Linked DNA regions of Drosophila melanogaster: region 2 is linked to region 1. A link is a contact called in public HiChIP or PLAC-seq data. All regions are on one chromosome and are shown on one strand. Each heading gives the region's core, a stretch centred on a gene start, on an enhancer-like site or on the middle of the called end of the contact. The rest is flanking DNA. Distances are from core to core; before and after follow the strand shown. Region 1 has its middle 25 kb from the start of alpha-Cat. Region 2 has its middle 110 kb from the start of AGO3.

The links. HiChIP or PLAC-seq counts read pairs in DNA pulled down with a chosen protein or histone mark.
Region 2: an H3K27ac HiChIP or PLAC-seq map of the Kc167 cell line shows a contact between it and region 1, with 3 times the contacts expected there. The contact joins two enhancer-like sites. A contact is called at or near these places in 13 of 107 Hi-C or Micro-C datasets (the D17-c3 cell line, the Kc167 cell line, the S2 cell line and 5 more) and 1 of 6 datasets of contacts at active chromatin or transcription factors (the Kc167 cell line).

The regions. Positions count from the first base shown.
Region 1 is chr3L:23,308,893-23,316,393 of dm6, forward strand. No RefSeq gene overlaps it. Among named protein-coding and RNA genes, the nearest start is that of alpha-Cat, 25 kb to the right of the region's middle. Within about 2 kb of position 2,674, at least 2 of the 39 cell types and tissues checked have an H3K27ac peak or open chromatin away from gene starts, as enhancers often do. A contact at or near this core is called in the Kc167 cell line, where this site is marked.
Region 2 is chr3L:23,443,884-23,451,384 of dm6, forward strand. No RefSeq gene overlaps it. Among named protein-coding and RNA genes, the nearest start is that of AGO3, 110 kb to the right of the region's middle. Within about 2 kb of position 3,243, at least 2 of the 39 cell types and tissues checked have an H3K27ac peak or open chromatin away from gene starts, as enhancers often do. A contact at or near this core is called in the Kc167 cell line, where this site is marked.

The sequences.
Region 1 (7,501 bases), core at 1,424-3,923:
TGCGCTCAAAGAGCCTGCCAACAATGTCCAACAGATACCACGGTCGGTAACTGCGAGGTGCATTTGCGGGCTCCTTGCCTTTCGGCAAAAGGACCAGCTTCATCTTTTTCCAGCGCTTGGGGAAGACTCCGTCCAGCAGACACTGTTGGAATGTATCCCTAGAGACCTCTGGTTTTGCGGTGGCGGTTGCTTTGATGATCACGCCCGGGATACCATCAATGCCCGGAGCTTTGTTCGATCTGATCCTCTTTGCTGCTTCGACGACTTCGCATGTCGTGATGCATGGGAAGTCAGAGGCAGGGGGTCAAACGCGGGTTGCCATAACGTGTGTTGGCTTGGAAATAGTTCCGACACGATGTTAGCCAGGGCGGCTGGGTCCTGCGGAGATCCTGCACCAGCGGAATTCAGTTTTTTCCTTACGACTTTGTAGGCGAGACCCCAGAGGTTGTCGTCTACGCTAGCAATCAGGTCCTGAAATGCATTCGCTTTTGCTGCTGATATGCCATTCTGAAGCTTAGTTCGCTTCGCTTTATATAACTCAATGCACTGGGCGTGGTGCGGTTGCCTTCTATATCTCTGCGCTTGCCTCCTCGCCTTGAGGCATTCCGTCCGAAGCTGGTGCAATGAGTCACTCCACCAGTAGACAGGGGGCTTTCGTTTCGTGTTCATGTTCATTTTCTTCGGCATCACCGCATCACACGTTGCTCTGAGCCTATCCATGAGCGCTGACACCATGGTCTCCGCGTGTCCAATTATGGACTCCATGCCCTCGATCTGGTATGCCAGCATGTCTTCATCCAGTTTCCTAATGTCCCATACCGGTCCTAGCGCACATCTTCGCTGTTTGGGTATCGGCCTCATTGTTTGGGCACCGAACTTGATCAGGTTATTGTCGCTCAGCGTTATGTCCTCATGGACCATAGATTCCAAGTAGCCACTAGAACTCTGCTAACAAAGGTGACATCAATGAAAGACGTACCTCTGTCATTATTAAACGTCGGTTTGAGTCCGTCGTGTAGCAATACGAGATCTAGCAGGTTCCCATGAACATCGATCACTGCTCGTCCTCTTGTGTTAGAAATTCGACTGCCCCATTCTGTAGCCCAGTCATTGAGGTCACCTCCGATGACTGTTGGTCTGCGCCCACTTGCATGGTTAACCAGCTTTTCGAACATTTCCTTGTTCCGGACTGTCGCTAGGTGGAGCATAGCAGCTGTAGAAGTGAATTCCTCTAATGTTGGCGTATGCTATGCCGCGCATTGGTACGGTTTCCCACTCCTCTACCAATAAACTGGATGTACATTTAATGGCCGCCTTGCCTGTCTCATCGAGTAGCACTCCTGAGTTACCCACACCAGGAAGGTATGGTTCACTTAGAAGCACTACGTCCGCATTGCGCTCCTTCGCTGTTTGAGTCAGAAGGTTCTGTGCAGCTGCGCAATGGCTAACGTTGAGGTTAATGATGTTAATTTGTTCTAGCATCATTATGACGGCTATTAGCTCATTTGGTGTTAGCTTTGTAGGTGGGGCATGCACCCGTCGCATGGTTCTTGTCCACGTCGCTGCTGCAAATCAGGCATCTTGATGGGGCTACGCAGCCCTTTGCCTTATGCCCATGCTCACCACACCGTAGGCAGCAGTCAGAGCGATCGAATAACTTGCAGTTGGGTTATGCGGCAACGTGACCATCCCACGGTTACAACGCCCCGGTTGATGACCTGCGGAGGCCTCTTACATCCTCTGGTTCTAGGCGGATGCCCTGAAATTGGGAGACCAGGGAATTATGAAGATCCTGAGCCGTCGTAGCCTCGTCTAGTCCCGTTTTTTTTTCAGGATTAGCGCCTCAGGTTTTTTGTGCAGGCGCTTGGGCTTCACTTTAGCCCATTCTTCGTCCTTGTTAGCGTCCTTGGCGACAGACGCATACCTTTCCGGCTTGGAGACAGCCTTCGTGGGTACCGCCTTACCGGTGGATTTCGAGGCAGATGTCTGGTTGTCCGTTTTGGGGACCTGCACATTCGGTAATGCCTGTCTGGGTGGCGCCACCTGGCTGCGCTTAGTTTTTCCTGCCACAGTCTGTGTGGCAGTACTCCTTGGCGGGGGCTTCTTGTTGATACCCTCCTTGCTTGCTTGCTTGCTCACCTCCCGCTCCCTGGATTGGGGTTCCGACTCCTCTTATAGGGGACCTCGATAGCCTACCACTCCTCCTGAACGGGTCGTTGGGGTCGGGGGCACTGCCACCCCTGTTCTGTTTATCTGATATAATAGGGTGACTACGGCTTGTTGGTCACCAGCGCTCCGTGGGAATCAGAACTAGTTGCAGTTGATTTAGATTTCAAATTTTAGTTCAAATTAATTAATTCAAACCTAAATTTGAATTCGAATTTCGCGCCCAAATGATGATCGCACCGCTGATCTGGCAACGAAAGACTTACCAGCTCGTCCACTGCGAAAGGTTGGCAATGCTATCAGCTGTCTTATCTGATGCAGCTGATCTGATTAATTGCCAATTTACTGGATCACTCGTGAATTCCGAAACGACGATGTGACGCTCAGAACCGCGACACAAACCCCAGTGTGGATTTGCAGGTTTTGTAGCAGTTTAAGGCTGACCGGACTCGTATATGTCGAAATTCCCGCAGCGCAGCAAAAAGACGTGCGTATTACGCGGGAACTCGAACGCTTCTCCAGGGCATCCAGGGGTCGGCACTCATACGGGCGTATAAACATGCGTAAGGATGGCGTGCTGTTTTCCCTTATTCTTGCCCGCGTCTCGTTCTGCGACATTCCTAAGGGCCGCATCAGGGTCTGCATGGCCGCCATGTAGTCCTTAAAGTTCTCGCCGTGTCGCAGGAAAAATTACTGGAAGCTTTTCATGAACTCGGCCCTTGCCTCCCAGAACTTGTTGTTGGCAATGAACCACTTCAAGGCCCTGCCCGTTAGTAATTCCCGCATCGCTCTTGGGATCTGGTTGATGTCGAGTCCATATATCATTGCTGACCATTCCACCTGTTCCAGGAACTCTAGTAGCTTCTCGTTCCCGTCGTAACGAAAACTCCACTCTCGCACCTGTTTCACCACCATTACGTAGTTCTGCGCTGCTGCCCTTCCCGCCGCTCCCTTCCTTCGCGGCTGCAATCTCGGCGTTCCTGTCCGATTTCTTTCCTTTCGGACCTGCGTCCGCTGGCCTCCGCCATGCTAGCGAAGTCGAGGCTCCTCACCAGGCCTTCTACGCCGGTGACTTTCACTTCTACGACCGGTCTCCTTCCATATTCCTTTTCCAGCGCTTCTAGAATTGCGACAGATTCCGGCTCATCTGTGGTCTGGTCGATGAACTCGGACAATATCTTCCGCATCTCCTCGACCCAACCTTCCAGCTTGATCCCGAATGCACTTGCTATGGCTGGAAAGTCATCTTTCTGTAAGCTGTACAGCCACAACTTCCCCATCTTGCTCTATTTTCCTTTTGCCGGGACAATCACGCTTGCGCGACAGATCTAACGTACTGATTTTCTTATTTTCGCTACGGTACGGATTGCAGCGGCTAGCTCAGAGAGTTTGTGCGTTTGTCCCACCAAATTTATGATTTGTGTGATTGCTCGACCAAGGAAAAGCAAAGGGTTCTTAATACAGTCGTTTATTCTACAGTCTTATGGATAACTCCTCCAGCGATCTCGCTGCTCCTGCGGCGTTTCTCCTGCAACGCCCTGCCTCCGTTGTACTGTTTGCTCCTAGACACGGACGACAAGTCGGCCCGGCCGGGATTAGGATGTTATGGTGCAGGGTGTATCGTCAACGGGCGAGGCAACGCTCGTCCTGGGACCACCTTTGCTGGCCACTGACTCCACTGACCATTTCTGACACGCCACATCCTTCTCCTCCACTCCCAGGATCTCTACTCGCTTGTGGTGATCGTCATTCCGTGTCCTTCGGGCCTCTTGCCGCCCGATGCTTCCACTGTTTCTTTCCTTCTGACTTGACCGCCCGTTCGACCTCTTCGCCCTTGACCCGCTGGAGTCCAAGGTCCAGAGCGGTACGGTTAGTTCACGGTGCGTTTTCTTTGTGCACGCACCGTTGCCGTTCGACCTGTTCGCCCTTGACCAGCTGGAGTCCAAGGTCCAGTGCGGTACCGTTAATTTACAGTTAATTTACTGTTGCTAGGCCACTCCCCTACACGAGATTTGAGGGGAGTTTTAAGACTCCTCACACATCTAATCCATCTCAAATAAACTGTCTGACAGGGACAAATTGGTAGTTCTAGGTGATTTTAATATACACAACATGGTCCCCAGAAGAAAAATCGAATATCCTTCCGATTTACTATCCGTTAATCTCTAAACCTCATTGGCTTAATAATGAGTTGACAAACCTAAGAAATGTAAAGTCCAGACTTTATACAAAATTTAAAAATACTGGTTCTCAGTCCATCCTTACTAAATATTTAAGCGCTCGGTTAAACTTTACCGTGCTTAATGCTCAGTGATTCAGGAATTATTTAAACCTTCGTAAGTTCCACAGTTCGCACAGGATCCGAAACAGTTTTATAATTTCGTTAGCACTAAGCGAAAAACAAGTTCTTACCCTTCCTCTCTATTTTTTTAAAACACTACGGTAACATCGGATCAGACAATAGCCGATCTATCGCCAAGCTTTTTCAAACAACATATTCTACTTTACCTCATTCCGAACACCCATACTCTTATGCTGTATTTAAGTCGAATCTAATATTTTGACCCTCTATAAACGAAAGCCCACTATAATCGAAAGCGTGTTAAACCTGTCTATTCGTGTAGCTGTGTGCTCAGATTATGCAAGCCTGTACTGAATCTGTTTACCTTAACTCTGGGACCTTCACAGTTCCCTAACATATGGAAGGAGTCCTTTGTGATTCCTCTTCATAAAAAAGGTAGCAAACTGGATGCAAGCAATTACAGAGGAATCTATATTGTCGGCTATCCCAAAACTTTTTGAAAATGTTATCACTCCTCATTTGCAGCACCTTTGTAGATCAATTATATCACCATGTCAGCACGGTTTTATGAAACGCAGATCAAAAACCACTTACCTCTTGGAGCTAACTTCTTTCGTAATACAGAGCTTCAAAAATAATCTGCCAACAGATGTCATTCACACTGACTTTAGTAAAGCATTTGACTCTATTAACCATTACCTTCTAGTAAGGCAACTTGATCAATTAGGTTTCCATGTTGATCTTCTAAGTTAGATTTCAAGCTATCTGAATGGCAGGACGCAACAAGTCCTCTTTAAAAATTCTCTATGTTGTATTCTCTGAGTCAAATCCGGTGTCCCACAAGGGAGCCATCTTGGTCCGCTTCTTTTTAGCTTATTCATAACCGACCTCCCTTTAATAATAAAACATTCGCGTGAACAAGGACATTTCGCGCCATTTGGACTTACAATCCGATCGAGACAGCTTTCAAATATGGTGCCGTGATAATTTAATAGACTTAAATGGCTCCAAACGTAAAGTTATGACCTTTTGTCGTGTCAACCCAATACGCACAACGTTGATGATCTTGGTGTTCTTCTGGACCCTTAACTAAACTTTTCTGACCATATTTCGACTATTGTCAATAAGGACAGGGGTGTGCTGGGTTTTATAAAAAGGTGGTCTAAGGAATTTGATGATCCTTACATGACTATAACCTTATTTATTTCGTTAGTACGTCCGATTCTTGAGTATGGATCACTTGTTTGGAGTCCACAATACGTAGTCCACTCGGACTGCATTGAATCGGTCAAAAAAACTTCTTACTTTTTGCCTTGCGGCGCCTAAATTGGGATGCAAACCGTATATTACCTCCTTATTCCAGTAGACTACTTTTAATTAATTTACCGTCCCTAGCTAACCGTAGAACTAAGCTTGGAACAGTCTTTATTTTTAAGCTTATTCGTGGTGCAGTTGAGAGTCCCGACTTGATTAGTCGTCTTAACTTCTCGGTTCCAAGTAGATTCACTGGAAACTATATACCCCTTATCCTAAATCATTGTAGACCTAACTATGAGGTGCATTACAGAGTATTATCTTCTGACCATAATAGACTTTATCCTATTATCTGTAATCTTGACTCTCTGCCGCTCTTAAAGCAATCAATTTTGACTTTTTAGTTAGATCCTACTAACACAAATATTTATTAGAGTTATTTTTATAACATTATATTCATTTTGTCGTTCTCTTTTCTATATCGCGTCCATCTTCTCGCAAATCGAGCCGTACGTCAGCGCCACTCGGTCGGTTGAGTGGGAGGTGTGGCCGCGGGACCCATGCGAAAAAAAATTAAAATAACCTAAACTTAGCATGGCATTAAATATTTTCACAACGCAAGCACTCCTTTGCGTGGTAGAAATTTTGCAGTTCGGTTGTCTATGCCATCGTAACCAGTTTAATTTTTTTGGTTGCAAAGCCCTTAGTTGCATCAGTGCTTCCTTTTACTCTACGAGTAACGGGTATAAAAAATATTTAATTAAAATCAAACGGAGTTTCTGTTTCTTTAAAACAACTTTCGGCTTTTCTATACTCTTGCAGCTGTCTCTGCTGAATTTTACTCACGGAAGTCCCCCATGTCTGTTTTTTCTTACAGCTGGTGGAAGTATAAGATGCTCTGGCGCTCCCGATCGGTGAGACCCTTGATGGCACTTTGAGCTTGAAGCAGTTTCTCCAGTCTCTCCGTGAGAGTTCTGGTCATCGTTCACGAAGCTTTCGAACTTGGAACTCGAGCCTTCTCCACATTGGTTTGCAGCAGGTTCTCGGTCTTTATGATGCAATGCTGTTCGCGGCACACCTTCTGAAATTTGTCCCGCAGCAGCACAGTCTTGTTGAGATTCCGCTGGACCTGCTCCTTCTCCGTCTGCTGTCAGCCAACTGGCATTCTTCTTTCTGTCCACATCGCGTTGCAGCAGTAGTTTCACCGTCTCCTCAAGAATCGCAAATCTACTTGGGGATCGATGAAATGGAATGATTTCATCATCCGGGACGCAGCTTGACTGGTACTTCTTCTATTTAATCATCTGTATAAATTATGTTATATATATTCATCTGGTTTGGTACCTCAAAAGCTTTCTCCCACAGTGGAGAAGAAAACTTATAGCCGTCGGCCGAAAGCGAAAAGTCAATCTTTGAAACGAAATCAAATGAGAGCTGCTACAAGGAACTTTTGAGGCGTCATCTCCAAATAAACTGAAACCTTAAGGAAGAAAAGGCAACGGGGTACGTCATCTTTCCGCTAATGGTATGTTCTTATTATGCTCACTTATATATATACTGTGAGCGCGTCAGAAGCTTTATGGCCCGGTTTTAATGTTCACGTAAATTGACTGTAACGAAATGTTTCAGTGTTAGTGTGTATTTGCCACCGCAATACATGCGTATTACACTAATACGAGTTCCAATCAATCCCATTTGGTTTCCGTTTAAGTTTAAGTTAGTGCAAAAACTAAAGTTATTGTGCGACTCCACTGGCCAGAGAAAAAAGCCGTTTTTTTT
Region 2 (7,501 bases), core at 1,993-4,492, 140 kb after region 1:
AATAATATCATTAATTTACCAGCTAAAGAAATTTTTAAATTTAAAGACGAAATGTACGGAATTAATGCCTTTTGCAAAAGTTCAAACAGTTTAAAAATATGTAAAGATAAATTCATTAGTAATTTAAGTAATAACCTTTGTCTACCCGAACTTTTAAATGGAAAGCAATAAAGGTGTGAGTTCGCCAATGCAGAACACATCCCTGCAATAGAAGAAATAGACGACTGGCTAATATTACTCAACGACTTCAATGGCACGGTGAACTGGAGGGACATCGAGAGACGATTGAGCGGCACTTACTTGATAACGTTCCTGAACGAGACCCTGAAAATCAACGGCCGAGAGTTCAGTAACAATGAAGTGGCTTCAACAAAACCTGCGCCACCACTGATACAGCTGACTCCATACGAGGTGGGACGCCTTCGAATTCTCTCACTAGAAGCACTCGAGCAACTTCATCTGAATAACACATCTGAGTTGCGCAAACTTCGAACGCACTCAACAATAAACAGAGTGTTCGGCGCAACAATACTAATGATGATTGCTGTCCTGATCTTCGTGACAAATCGGTGCTGCCGGAGAGAAAAAAGGTGGTCCTTCAAATCGACGCACCTGGCATTCAAACCATTGACGCGGTGCCCAAACCACCACAGATCACCCCACCAACAATGCGTTTCAACAATATCCCGTTTTTTTGATGACCGCTTGAGGACAAGCGTCGATTAAGAGGGGAGGAGTTATTGCCCTTTAAGTTATTGTCCCACATCTTATATTTCAACATCATTTCTGGGTAAACACAAGTGCCCAAAATGCTGACCAAAGGTCTGCATTCTTTCCGCTGTCAACGACCAGCTAAAAGTGCGATCATCTGCACTTCTCCGCCGCGTAGCCGCTGACGACCACTGATTCGCTGCCGACGCCCACACTTGATTGCTAGGGACTTAGGGAAATATTTTGTATCTCAGCTTTAGTTTCAAATGAACAATTACAATAAACGGTCGCTTGCGATCTACAAAATAAAAATCAATAAACTGTAATTATTTACTTATATAAGTCGTATGAACTTTCGGAAACTTCTCTTGAAAGTACGTAACTTGGTCGTTTTGATTATATAAGGTATCTATATAAATGTTCTTCGGATTCTATTCTTATGTTCTGATTGGATATAAATTTGTTTATGGATTCAATTTCTGTTTCTGATAATATAAATTTAGGTATTATATTGAGCTTAGTTAGCAAAATACTTTTCGCTATGTTATTAATATGGTTTTGTAAAATATCTATATTGAAATTAATTCTAGTAATGTATTGGACTAAGTTTATTTCGTTGGGTTTGTCATTGCTTGTTTTATATATATTGTTATTGTAGTTTTTTAATGAATATGTTAGTACTTGTTTGTTCTTGGCTTATGTCTTGTGTAATATTTTCAAATCTTAAAGTAATATCTTTTAATTTGATTTTTATTTTCCTTAAGAAAGTTAAACTTATCATTTATTTGTTGGGCGTCTTTAGCGTCCATATTTCCTGTCACAAATTTTATTTACTTCCTTTTTCTTATTCTCTTGGAAATAAATGTCCCTTTCCTTGAGAGCCCATTCGAAGGCTTCTTGGAGGTTGGTAGGTCTCATGGACCTTACCGCTAGTCCGAGTGGGCCTTTGATACTCCTTATGAACGTATTTAGACAGGTGTCCGTGAAAAATTTCTTATTTGTTTTAATAAATATTGATTCGTATTCTTTGGTGTCGGTTAGTTTAAAAAAGGTCGTTCTAATTTCGCAAATTTTTTCGAATAAGGTTTGACTTGGAAGTTTAGAATCATCGAGGTTATGTAGTTCCGATAAGATGCCAAGTTCAACTTTTTATCAAAGTGCGGACAAGCCCAAAGGATTCAAGGCTCAAAAAGTACGAATAACTGTAGTCTTCATAACAATTGGCAAGTTTCAAAAAACAGGTTGCATCAAAAATAAGACCTTGTGCCTATCCTATATTTCGCTAACAAAAATCTTTAATGACAGGAGAGCTTTGGCGAAAATTATTAATGACACTTAATGAGGACATCATTTTAAAGAATATAAAAGCTTTGTTATTTTCCCACATCGCTTCCTGCCACGAAAATCTGGAAATATTGAAACATATAAAACTTATTTTCATGCCGCCAAATACAACAGCAGTCTTGCAGACATTAGACCAAGCAATTATACAGTGTCTCAAAGTTGAATACCGACGTAAGCAGTTGTCAGCAATAGAGAGAGACAAGAACATGAAGCAGATCCTGAAGAGATGGCATTACTAGATGTGCTTCATTTTTTACATCAAGCTTGGGATTCGGTGAAAAATAAAACCATTTGCAATTGCTTTCAAAAGGTAAGCACATTTCAGTTACAAAAACAAATTGTTAAATTGATATTTATACAGGCAGGATTTATTTCGACATCGCTGGAGCTTGGTGATGGTGATCTTCAGGAAGAATGTGCCTTCGCTAGAAAAATAAAGTCAACATGCAACTGGGACGAATATGTGGTAATCGATGAGAGCCTGGATTGTTTCGGTACCTTGACAACAAAAGAGATAACAAGTGCTCTTCTGAATGAGCAGACTGAAGAGTATACTTAAGTAATGGGAACAATAAATTCCATTAATAAAAGTACACTAAAAATGTGAATTATAACCAAATTGCGGTTAAATGCTGCTGGCTGTTATTGGGTCGCGTAGTGCCCTCCAATCTTATGTTCAAGCGCCTTAGAGCTAGGCTCTGGTGACGCCTTTGAATCCATTTAAATTGGTCTAATTTTAAATATTTATGCTTTATTCTTATTGTCTATATTCGATAATAATCAATTCTATGATAATTCTCAGAATAGGAAGATATCCAATAGTTAGAAGAAGAAGATATTTTCTTCCAGTTTAGTTCTCATTAACTTATTGTATTATAAAAAAAAAAAATTTTTTTTACAGAAATTGCTACTTTATATGAATATTATATATATATATATATAAAATTACATATTCCCTTGTACCTTTGCTTATACCTTTCCGATTAATTAAAATATTGGCTTTCAGGATTAGCATCATAGAGACCTAGCTTCATTGTAGCTTGTTTTAATTTGGAAACAGTATGAATGTCTTTACGCGCTAATGCTACCAGCATATGATCTTTCCCCCAGTTGTCTCACCAGGGTTACGTATGGTCTATGGTTTTTATTTCCATCCATGTTGTTGCTCTTTCTTTACGACTTCGAACGCTAAGCCTATGATCAGACGTTTCACTGCTCCGTATATTACATGTGCTGGCCGGGCATCTTGGGTGGGGTGAAGGTTAGGCAGCTGTTCGACCTGGTTGACGAATCCTGATAATTTGCCACGTGTACCGTCATAGTCATTTAGTTCTGTAATCTGGCCTAATAATTGATTAAAATGGATCTCAGAAAGTTGTGGTACTGCCTTGTTGTAGGTTTTGGTATGCTTATAGATATACACAGTTTTTGAAGTTATTTTGTTTTATAAAAGTTCACGGAATTAAAAATTTTCATAAAATTATATTTGCGAACGCACGTAGTTTTGTTTGCGAATCAATATTTATTAGAAATCACTGTTTTTAATTCGCTGGTCAGGATTGGTAGTTTTATAGCATATCGTATAATTGGTAAGCACCCTACTTAAAAGTCTTCTTGTTGATCCTACCGACTGCGCCAATACATGTTCGCAATATTCAAAGGTAAAAAATATAGCTTTATTTAACTGAATAATTACAAATCTTTATTTTGAAGAACATCGGTCAATTTAATTTAGGTCTCAAACTCCAAGGCTCGATTTCGAGCTCATTAAATATGGACTTCGGACTTTAGAGTTTTAATGAGCTTTTGGAGTTGGTTTTCTTGCGCTCTTAGATTTTTTAGATTTAATTTATTGAAATTCAAAACTTTTGTTTTCGTGCTTGTGAGTCTGACGTGACAATTTGACAATTATGTTTAAATTAAGCATTGGATTTTTGATCTACTGGTGTGTGATTTTTTGGGGTTTTCAGTGACATCCTGTAGACGAATTTGGGTTTATTCCACTCGGCCTTGCTTTGGGTTTATTCCATTGTATGACAGTTGCTGTGTGTTAATGAGTGTAGGCATGCTTAAGACTAAGTGGCTTATGGATATGTCACTCCCCCAACCATTGGCAACATATTCAACATATATCCAACATATTCATTAAACCCTAAACCAACAAGTACGCAACCATTTATTTTGTCATTGAAATGTACATTTTAGATATGTACAAATGTATATAAACATATACAATGGGGTAGCAGGCTAGGCCAAAAGAAGGGGTCAAGTCGTTTTCCAACTTAATCGATCAAACTCTCACAATGTTTGCTTAACTAGTAACTTGTTTGATTACATCGAATACCTTACCATTACTATGCACATAAGCACTTGGAGTGTAAACATTCCAAACGATAAAAATGCTAATGTCGTTAGTGCAATGTCCGATATGTCCTTAAAATTTATTTCTTTCTTATTGTTTGAGAAATCGGTAACAGAATTCAGGCGCTCCGAATGTTCTTCATAATCGGATGTGTATTCCTTTTGAGGATGATCATATCCTTAAAGAAGTTTTAACATAAGATATATAGATAAACGATATTTATATCTTGAGATATACCATTTTTATTGTTTTTCTTCGAAATTAAGGCAATATTATCCTTGAAGTTAAATTTGTTGTTGGATTCGCCAGGAGACTGTAAGATAAGATAAATATGTAAGATAATTCATCCGCGAAGGAATCAGTGTTAACTTACAATGAAATAAGTTCTGGGGGCCAATGAAGGGGCATCCGTATAAGCATAGCCAGTAATGTCTCCGTAATCATATTCTTCGGTTGCTGCGGAACTCGGCTGATTTAAATCGGACGACCTTCGATATCGATTCCCACTTCCATAGGAATAGTGACTAATTTCCTTTACATTTGTATCGCGGTTATACATAGCCATTAAGCTGTACAAATTTCCAAAAATATATATAATTAAAAACATGTTTTACAAACCACCTTAAATTGTCATGCCCTTTGGAAAGTGGTTAAAATTGTGTACCCGTTTATTGTAGATTAAAATGGGATATAATACTATACTAGATTCGTTGAAAAGTATGTAACAGGTAGAAGAAAGCGTTTTCAACCATATAAAGTATATAAATTCCTGATCAGGATCGATCAGGCCCTATCCGCCACTCCATCCGTCCGTATGAACGTCGAGATATTTTGAACAATATATGCTAGAGACGCCCATTCTAACGCCCACTAGCCGCCTTAAACTGCCACGTCCACACTTTCGCAAAATGCTGTGACCTTTTGTCATTTTTTTGTTTATTAATTTTGTAAGTTTCTATCGATTTGATAGACACCAGCGAGGGCAGACGTGATTTTCGTGGAACTGGGATGCGAGTAGCAAACCACATGTTCCACAGTGTACCGACAGCGGTCGCGTGAATCGGACTACACCGACAAAGAGGCAATCAAGTAAGCGTTAGATTTCCCCAGAGAAGCAGCCAGGGAAACACATTATCTTTTAATAAAGAAATCGTGTGAACATTATCTACCGCATTTTTCATTCCTCACTGCACTGCAAGACCTTACTTCGTCAGAGGTTTCACATTCCCGCAAAAGGCGGCTGAGAAGATCCACCAGGTTAAGGACAAGTACAAGGACCCAGGAGTCAGCACCTCAAACAGATTTGCCACACTGCCTATTGAGAGCGGCAAAGAGAAAATGGATGAATCTGAAGAATAAAAGAATGCACCCATGCCTTCCCCAATTGTAATTCCATGTCCGTGATTATGTCTGTCAAATAGTCGCAGCTGACAGCTTCTCATACAAGGCCACTGGAGGAGAGTGTGTCCGACCTACCGCATAATTGTGGATCGAGAACATGGACAAGCATCGAATGGCCTTCCGCACGGTCCAGCTTAAGGAGAATCGGGCCTTCCTTCTCAACGGCAGCTTGGTTCATAACGGAGGAATTAAAAGTTCTCGGACACACTGTCTGAGACTTAAAGAATGCGATATATAGAACCACCAAGTCCAACGGCAATGTTTTTTGTTAACCTGGAACCAGCCGCCAATAAGAAGAAGGTTTTTGAAGCCAATAAGAAGAAGGTTTGTGAAGTAACCAGACTATGCCTCGCTGTGGTGACTGTAGAAAAGCCCAGGAAGTTTGTCAGGGCTTCGGGAATTACCAGAAATATTCCAAACTGCATTACACTTGTGTCAAGTGCGGTCAAGAGCATGCCTCTGTGGAGTGTAAAACATCAAAAGGCGTTCGTGCTACTTGTGGCAACTGTGGAGAGGTGCACACAGCGTTATACCAAGGCTTTTGAGTATAGATTGAAGTCAAAAGGAGGGCTGGCCCAAAGCCAGCCAAATGAGGCCAATGATCCCACTGGTTTCAAAGTGCCAGTATTCATTTGTTGACGGAGCCAGACAAAATTAGTATAGCAGCAGCATACTTGACGCCACAATAAGCTATCCCGATTTGTCCTCGCAGTTGAACAACCCATGTTTATTTTGGGCGGAGATTTCAACGCCAACCACACATTTTGGGGCTCAGGGACTGTAAGTCCCAAATACTTTTCAAATGTATTAGGAATAGTTGCAGTGTCCACTCACCGAGGGAACCTACTTACTGGCCTACTGACCCCACAATGTTTCCTGATCTCTTGAACTAAGCAGTAAGCAGTACCAAAACTTTTTTGTGTTCGGATCATAGCATGGTCAAGATCCTCTTAAAAAGTTGGTACATACGGTCCTCATCTCCATTGAAGCTTATGAGGCGCTACATAAATATCAGCATATGCTGGATCGTAGATCCTCAGCCGGGAATCCAAACTCCGGAGGAAATTGATGATGCGGTAGAGAGTGTCACCAGAATAATCCACTTGGGAACCAACCTTGCAACACAGGCAGTTAATGAAGCGCGGCGAATCATATAGCACGCAGAGATACCTTTCTCTGGTCAACAGATTAGTTACCATGGTGAAAAAGAGGAGAAAACTGGGTCTGGCAGATCAGCATACGCCGGAATGACACGACAGCATACAATCGAGCATGTAAAGAATTCAACGAAATGCTTATAGACCTTAAAATTAATGCTCTAAGAGCTTATCTGGTCTATCGTTAGGCTCAAGACATAATCTTTGGAACGCCACCATATACCTCAGATGGCCAGTGAAGAGGGTTGCGCCAGTTAAAACATCTGCAGATATATGGTGTCACTCTAGTCAAGAAAAAACGCTTCTGCTGAACACTTAAGAGGCAGCTTCCAGCCGTTTGACTTGTGTGCCCCGCAAGACCTAGACGACACCATACAGTTCTTGAATTTCTTAAATTCTTAAATTCTTGGTGATGAAATTTAACAAGAAATCAACAGTTTGAAGATATCTTAATTAATTAATTAATTAATGAAGTAGAATTAAAATTAATTATCCTTAAAATCTTAAGGATACCACCGCATAGACA